2 separate regions of the Aedes albopictus genome follow, and region 1 is linked to region 2. A link is a contact called in public Hi-C data. All regions are on one chromosome and are shown on one strand. Each heading gives the region's core, a stretch centred on a gene start, on an enhancer-like site or on the middle of the called end of the contact. The rest is flanking DNA. Distances are from core to core; before and after follow the strand shown.

Evidence for each region. A called contact is a pair of places that touch in the nucleus more often than the background predicts.
Region 1: a Hi-C map of whole body shows a contact between it and region 2, with 4 times the contacts expected there. The contact joins the promoter of LOC109429690 here to the promoter of LOC109429722 in region 2. A contact is called at or near these places in 2 of 3 Hi-C or Micro-C datasets (embryo and whole body).

What each region holds. Positions count from the first base shown.
Region 1 is chr1:230,065,283-230,068,561 of AalbF5, forward strand. It overlaps LOC109429690 (mucin-5AC), which reads right to left and starts at 1,541. Exons shown (of 7, transcript XM_019705704.3): 1 at 1,410-1,541; 2 at 1,049-1,318; 3 at 1-986. The coding sequence starts at 920.
Region 2 is chr1:229,797,064-229,800,544 of AalbF5, forward strand. LOC109429722 (peroxisomal membrane protein PEX16) reads left to right here and starts at 1,484. Exons shown (of 4, transcript XM_029870866.2): 1 at 1,484-1,892. The coding sequence starts at 1,763.

The sequences.
Region 1 (3,279 bases), core at 291-2,790, 270 kb after region 2:
GGTTCGTCAAAGGTAGCCGTCGTGGTCGTCGTGGCCGCCGGGAATGATGCAGGAAATGAATCAAACTTGCTGAAATCAGCATCAAACGTGGCAAAGTCGGTTTTGCTCTGCGACACGAAGTTACTGTCCGCCGAGGGTGTTGATTCGATGTGAGCGAAGTCATCGTCGAAGGACACATCGTTGGCTGTGGGCACTTCCAGGACCGCAGATCTTTCGTTCGAGGCGGTAGTAAAATCAGTAAAATCATTTTCGGTGTTGTCGTCGAAACGGCTACAGGGATCTTCGGCCGCAATAGGGGTGATGGCGGCGGGATCCGGAACCGCTTCCGGGGCCGGATGGTCCGGGTCGAGTTCTTGAGGTGAAGAATCCCGTTCGCTGGTTTCATTTTCTGACAGCTGAACTGGTGTAGCAGATTTCGAAACTTCTGCATCTAGGTGCAAGGACGGTATGCTAATATTGTCCTCGGCTCCCGGTATGCTCGACTCTTCTTGTGGTTGCGGTGGGTGAAAAGCGAAATCTTGAAATTCGTCATCACTTGGAACATCATTCTCAGAAAAGTTGTTTTGAGATAGTATCAAGGACGGTGGACTTTCGTTCCTCGATTGGTCCGGTTCCACTTCACATGTCACATCTTCCGGTACGGCTTGTGGGATCGGAAGAGGCGAAATGACTTTTTCTTCTTTCCGTGGACTTCCTTCTACCGAAGGTGATTTTCGGACTCGTCTCACAGGGGAATCGAAATCAGGCAGTGGAGGTGGCACAGGCGTTGGCAAATCTTCACTTCCTTCGGCAGGTGGTACCGAATTGAAGTCGTCAAAATCATCCTCCGGGTCCGGCAAATCCACTTCATCCTCCTCCTCATCGTCGAAATCCATTGGAGGCGGAGTATGACAAACCAGTGGAGGAATTTGACTAGACATATTGTAGTGACCTTGAAACTTCTCTCGTTATATCTAATTATGATGAATCAGGACTGAATTCAGTATCTGTAAATGAGGTAATTAAAAATTAACAATCAAAATAGCATGCATTAAACAAAGAAACTAACCTTCCTGAAATTAGCTCCAACAACCTAATCATATGACGTTTCCAGCAAATTTTCCAGAAACTCTTTTTCTCGCAGCTGCCAACCAACCAGCCATCCAAGCAAAATCGATCGATGATGGTGCAGCTCGAAGAAACACTTTTTCTTCACATCCAAAACTCCTGAACAAAGGCCAACTTCCGTTGTATGTAGTCGGACGTTACCTTGCCACAAATATAGCACTTTTACCAGCCACCGAACTCAGGAACTCCGTTCTTTTCCCCTTTGTTTCTACTGCGAATGGAGAATCAATTAAAGTTCCGTTCCAGGTAAATTCGCTCACTTGAATGATAGACCAGGGAAAAAAATATGACACACTACTCACTCTGGGCCCTGCTGGTACTCTGGCTGCAACACACCTGTATTTTCCAACTCTTTCCTTCTCATTGGTGGCCTGCTCTCTGTTGGTGCTCCGTCGTTTTCGTCGATGCTGCTTTGGCTGAGCAACAACGGAGTACTGTTTTATGAATGACACATTACACAATGAAAGATGATTTCACACACACAAACACAACTGACAGTCGTTCCAATTGGAAATTGTGGGTGGAACGGACTAGTCAAAACGGAGCAACAAATAACGCAGCCACTGACTGTCAGCAACAAACAAGCTACACGAAACATCCTAGCGCCAGGTGAATTTTGGAAAAATCTGGATGATTTAGGAAGATTTGTCTGGAAAAGTCTGGATTTGCGTAAAAACCTTACAAATTCCGGGCAAAAACCTTACAAATTCCGAGCAAAACCTTACAAATCCGGAAAATAAATGTCTGGATCTTCCAGACTTTTGTTAAATGAGACCTCAAAAATCTGGATAAATCCAGATAAATCTGGAAGGTTGGCAACGCCGAAACTAGAATTCAGTAACAAATTTTGAAAACGACGTATACCCGCATAGAAATATATCGTTCAAGCTATCGTTCATATCATAAGAATTTAATTCGTGGAATGATTATTACAACAGCAACGATGGGTTTATGATTCGATGATTGAAGTTTCTGAATTGACATTATTCAATACTTTACGAGTATTATTACACTTATGATAACGATACCATTAACGATATATGAATAATTGTTTATCTTTCCTTTTTGCAAGTTCGACGATTAATTTTACTGCCCATAACTGCATATTTGTAACATTTGCAGTTTTTGTCAAAATTGAGTTGATACCGGGGCTCATCTCCAAATCATCAGTACTTTCATCTATCCAAATGAACTTTACAAGTTTGTTCCAAAAAATGTGAAAAAAATACCAAGTCGTTTTGTCTCATTAACAAATATTAACGAATGTAACCGCATAACAGTCACACTGGAAATACATAACGTCTCATAATGTACAACCAATCATATTTTGCTCTAATATTTTTTTGAACTATTCGCCCAGCATACAAGAAGAGCTGTAGAAGATTTCATTGCGAAGTAAATTACTTTGAATTTTTGCCAAATTTTAGAAATTTAGATCCTTTTCCATACTAGTGCAAGTTGCAAACTTTGAGCTCAATTTTCTCCAATGCCTACTTTTGTCGAATGTGACTGTTATGCAGTTATGGGCAGTTTAGCTTTCGTGAGTTTTCACAATGTTTAAACAATACAATGGCCATAGTAAGCATGAAATGCACATGTTGTTTCCATATTGTGTGTAATAGTGACAGGATTCGATACTTCTGAGCAGACAAAATAAACTGCACAACATTGATAGCTCCAATTTGCTCTACCAGAGAACGCGTTGTCACCTCGGTTGTCACTAAGAGCTGCTTCGCTTGACGGATGCTGTTTCCATGCCTGCAGCTTGTTTCGGCTAATTACTGCAAACTTACCGGATCACATGCAAAACCGGAATCTCCAAAGGGATTTTCAGGGGATTTTTCCACTGGAGCTACTGTCTTCATAGTAAAGACTATAAATCTTCCCCTCGGTTCTCCTCGTTAACTGCTTAATCACCTTCACAACACCATCGAATTTCAGTCAACCGCGAGCACAGGTTCCACATGGTGTAGTGGATAAACACCGTGATCTTTCGGAAACAACTTTGGCCACGGCAATTTGTTCGATTCCCGTTCCAGTGAATAAAAAATACGACGAAAGTAAACAATGATTCAGTTAATCGTGAGCAAATTTGACAGTGCCCGACAAATGCCCGCAGGGGTGTACATTTTTTCGGGTCGGTAAAACAGATGTGGTGAAATATTTCCGTTT
Region 2 (3,481 bases), core at 234-2,733:
ACTCATTCGAAGAGGGTATTCTGTAACCACAGACAAACAGACGTAACACTTAGAACCTCGCTTAGAACATTTTTCGATTCAAATCATAGTCACGGAAACATATTCGCCCAATGCTAAAATGACTAAGTTTGGCCGACCATCAACTAGGTGGCGGTAGTGAGCAAACGTCAAACTCGAACAACAACGATGTGAGCGCCACAGGTGAGTAGTTGGCCAACTATCAAATTTTGAAAAAGATCGTTAAATCGAAGTACGATGGGAATTATCAGAGTGTTACGTCTGTTTGTCTGTGCTGTAACCCTCTCGAAAAGCCGGTACAAGAGATTCGTAACAATGAAATGACAAAAAATGTTATTGTTGCTTAAATCGTGTTTTTCTATTCTGTAAAATCAAATTTTTTTTTTGGCATATTTTTTTTTTTAGCTTTCGTTTTAAATTTGAGTTCAGTAGACGTTTGATAAGTGCAACATGTTATGTTTCGGTTATCGAATGTTATTCGCTAACTGCAACAACTGACAGACGTCAAACCGTGTTGGCATAGGGAGCCGACTCCGAACCCTTGGACCACCTATTGTGTAGCCTCTGCATTGGCCATTCTCCTCTTCTGTAGCTCTACGACTGTGTGGATGATAGCCGTTGAAACGGCATTCCAGCCAAACTCATCCCTACACATCCTCTGGACAAGATTGTCCGGAGTTGTGTCCTCCCTGCATGTGGAAAGCATGCGGTCATGCATGGGAGCTTGCACATCATCATTATCTCCTTCTCATTCTTTCCTTCGGCGTGGCACGCTATGTCTGAACCAGCAGATAATAAAGTTAGAATGTACATCGGATTTCTTCCCATAAGTCATCAGTATTCAAGCCATATTTTCATTTGCAGAAGGTTTCAAAATATTCTATCGGTGAAAATTTTTCCATACATTTTGTATGGGAGAAAAATGGGGCAAAAATGAGAATTTCATGAAATTTTGTATGAAAAACAGTTAAAAAGATGAAAAATCAAATTTTCCCCGATGAACTATTTTAAAAGTTTCCGCATATGATAATATAGCATAGGTTGTGATGTTTTATGGAAAGAAACCCTATGTACATTTGATTTTTATAATCTGCTGGTTCAGACATAACGTGTGTCGGTCCATAAAGCCGTCCTTGCCCGCAAAAAAAGAGGGCAATGTTTACAAATCGTATGAGAATTCGATGAGATTTTGTTTTTGCTGCAAGCCTCTATTGTGTGAAAACGCGGGCAAACAAACAAAACGTTTTCCGCCGTTTCCTCTAAACCAGCAGAAAGGCTGCAGTTTAATTCACGTTAACTTCACAACTGGGTAGTACAAAAAAAAATACAACTTTAACATAAACTTTATCCCCATTGACTCGCCCCTTGTTCATTTGAGCATCTCTAATCACTAACGCATGCCGCTCTCTCTGATGGCAGGACAAAACGGTGAAGTGTGTAAAAATAAATAGTATACTATTATTTATAAAATTTCATTCATACCTGTCACTCGTTTCTTTCGTGTTTTCTTTTGCATTCTTTCGGTGACAAGACTAGTCCGCAGTCATTATTTACCTTCTAATGTGTCGGATGTTTCGACCCTTCGTCGATCGTTTATCATCAGTACATAACAAGCAGTAATTATTTCCATTCAACCTTTGATCTCTGCAAAGGTGTGTGTCTGGATTTTGATAAAAAAAAACCGTGACCTCGAAGTGATTGTATGGAATTAAGTGAGATATTAGAAGATTAGTGCTAATCAATAATGGAATCCTCCATGCCGTGGAATGAACTACGCAACTTGTACGGCAAATATGTCAAGTGGGTGTCCGGAAATCCCTCCGCCCTGGGGGACGTGGAAATGACGGTGAAATGGTTATCCTACTTCATAGCCGGTAAGTACTTATGTACCTGCGTCATCATTAAGCGCCAATACAAAGAATTGCCACCTATAATAGTTGTCGGATCGATCGAGTAATAAACCTATAATTTCCTGATAAAACTTACTTTATTCTTTAACCTCGCGGCCACGACGTCGCGCTGTCCGTCCGTATCTCTAACTGACTGATCTCGTCAGGAAGTGTTGCCAAATCTCTGATTATGTTAATTATGTATTTCATAAAGGGCCTAGTTGGCTCCGACATCCCCCCTATTCTGAATAGTCACAAACTGCATCTGTATGATATTCGTTCAAGTATGCGGGCCTTCGTTGTGTCCTGGTTGGCCTCGTGATGTTGATCGGCTCAATATCTTCGTCGATAGCTATACTCTCGTCTTGCACTGATGGAGGGACGTCCAGTGATTCGTTGTTGGCAGCACTCGATGTTGTACTCGAAGTCTCTGGCGCTGGTGTCGAATCTCCCGGTGTTTGGCTTTGATTTGATTGATGGCTTGGCAACCGCTTCAGATGTGCTACGTTTCGATGTACTTCTCGATTTGTTTCGAATGATCGTAGTGTAGCATCTGACCCGTTTAATTCCCTTATTTCATACTCTTCCGGAGCAAACGTGGTGGACAACTTGTTTTCTTTTGTCATTCGTTTGCATACTACCACATCTCCCTCTCTCAGTTCAGATGATTTTGCTTGACGGCGTGTGTTCGTATATTCCGCATCTTTAAGTTTCCTCTCCCAATCTCGGTCGCATACAGCTTCTTGATCCGTTCGCAGAGTTTTATCGCCGAAAGCAGGCAACTTGTCACGGAAAAGGCGTCCAAACATTAATGTTGACGGTGCGACTCCGGTTGATGCATGCGGAGTTGAATTATACATTAACAGAAACGATCGTAGATCCCACATCCAGTTATTTTCCGTTTCTTGGCTTATCTTGAGGTGTTTCAAGATTGTTTTATTCGCCCTCTCCACTTCGCCGTTAGCTTGTGGCCAATAAGGTGTTGTTCTCAGCAATGTGATTCCATATTCCTCACAATATGACTTGAACTCATCGCTTATGAATTGTGGTCCGTTGTCTGACCTAATACTTTCAGGAAGCCCAAACCTACTGAATGTCTCGTGTAAGGCCTCAATAGTTCGCGCAGCTGTAATTGATCTCATGACCACCGCTTCTGTGAATCGACTATAGTAGTCAACTATGACGAACAGTGAATGCCCTGAGGGGAGAGGGCCCATAAAATCAACGGCTATATCCGTCCACGGTTTGTCTGGCATTTTTGTACGCTTCAGTGGCTCCGGAGCTCCAAGACAGGACACCAGAGTACACTCTTTACACCGTTTCACACATGATTCTATCTGTTTGTCCATCTGCGGCCACCAGACCTTCTGCCGCAGCCGTCGTTTCATCGCTGCCATTCCAGGATGAGCTTCGTGAGCCAAGGTGATAATTCGTTCTTGTAGCTTTGTGGGAATGACCAGCCGATTGCCCCTCAGTAGGACCCCTTCAGCAGAGCATAACTCATTCATGTAAGGTTTGAACTCCTTCGGAATGTTGTCACGTTGTCCCTCTTGTAACGCCTCAAGAACGGCTTG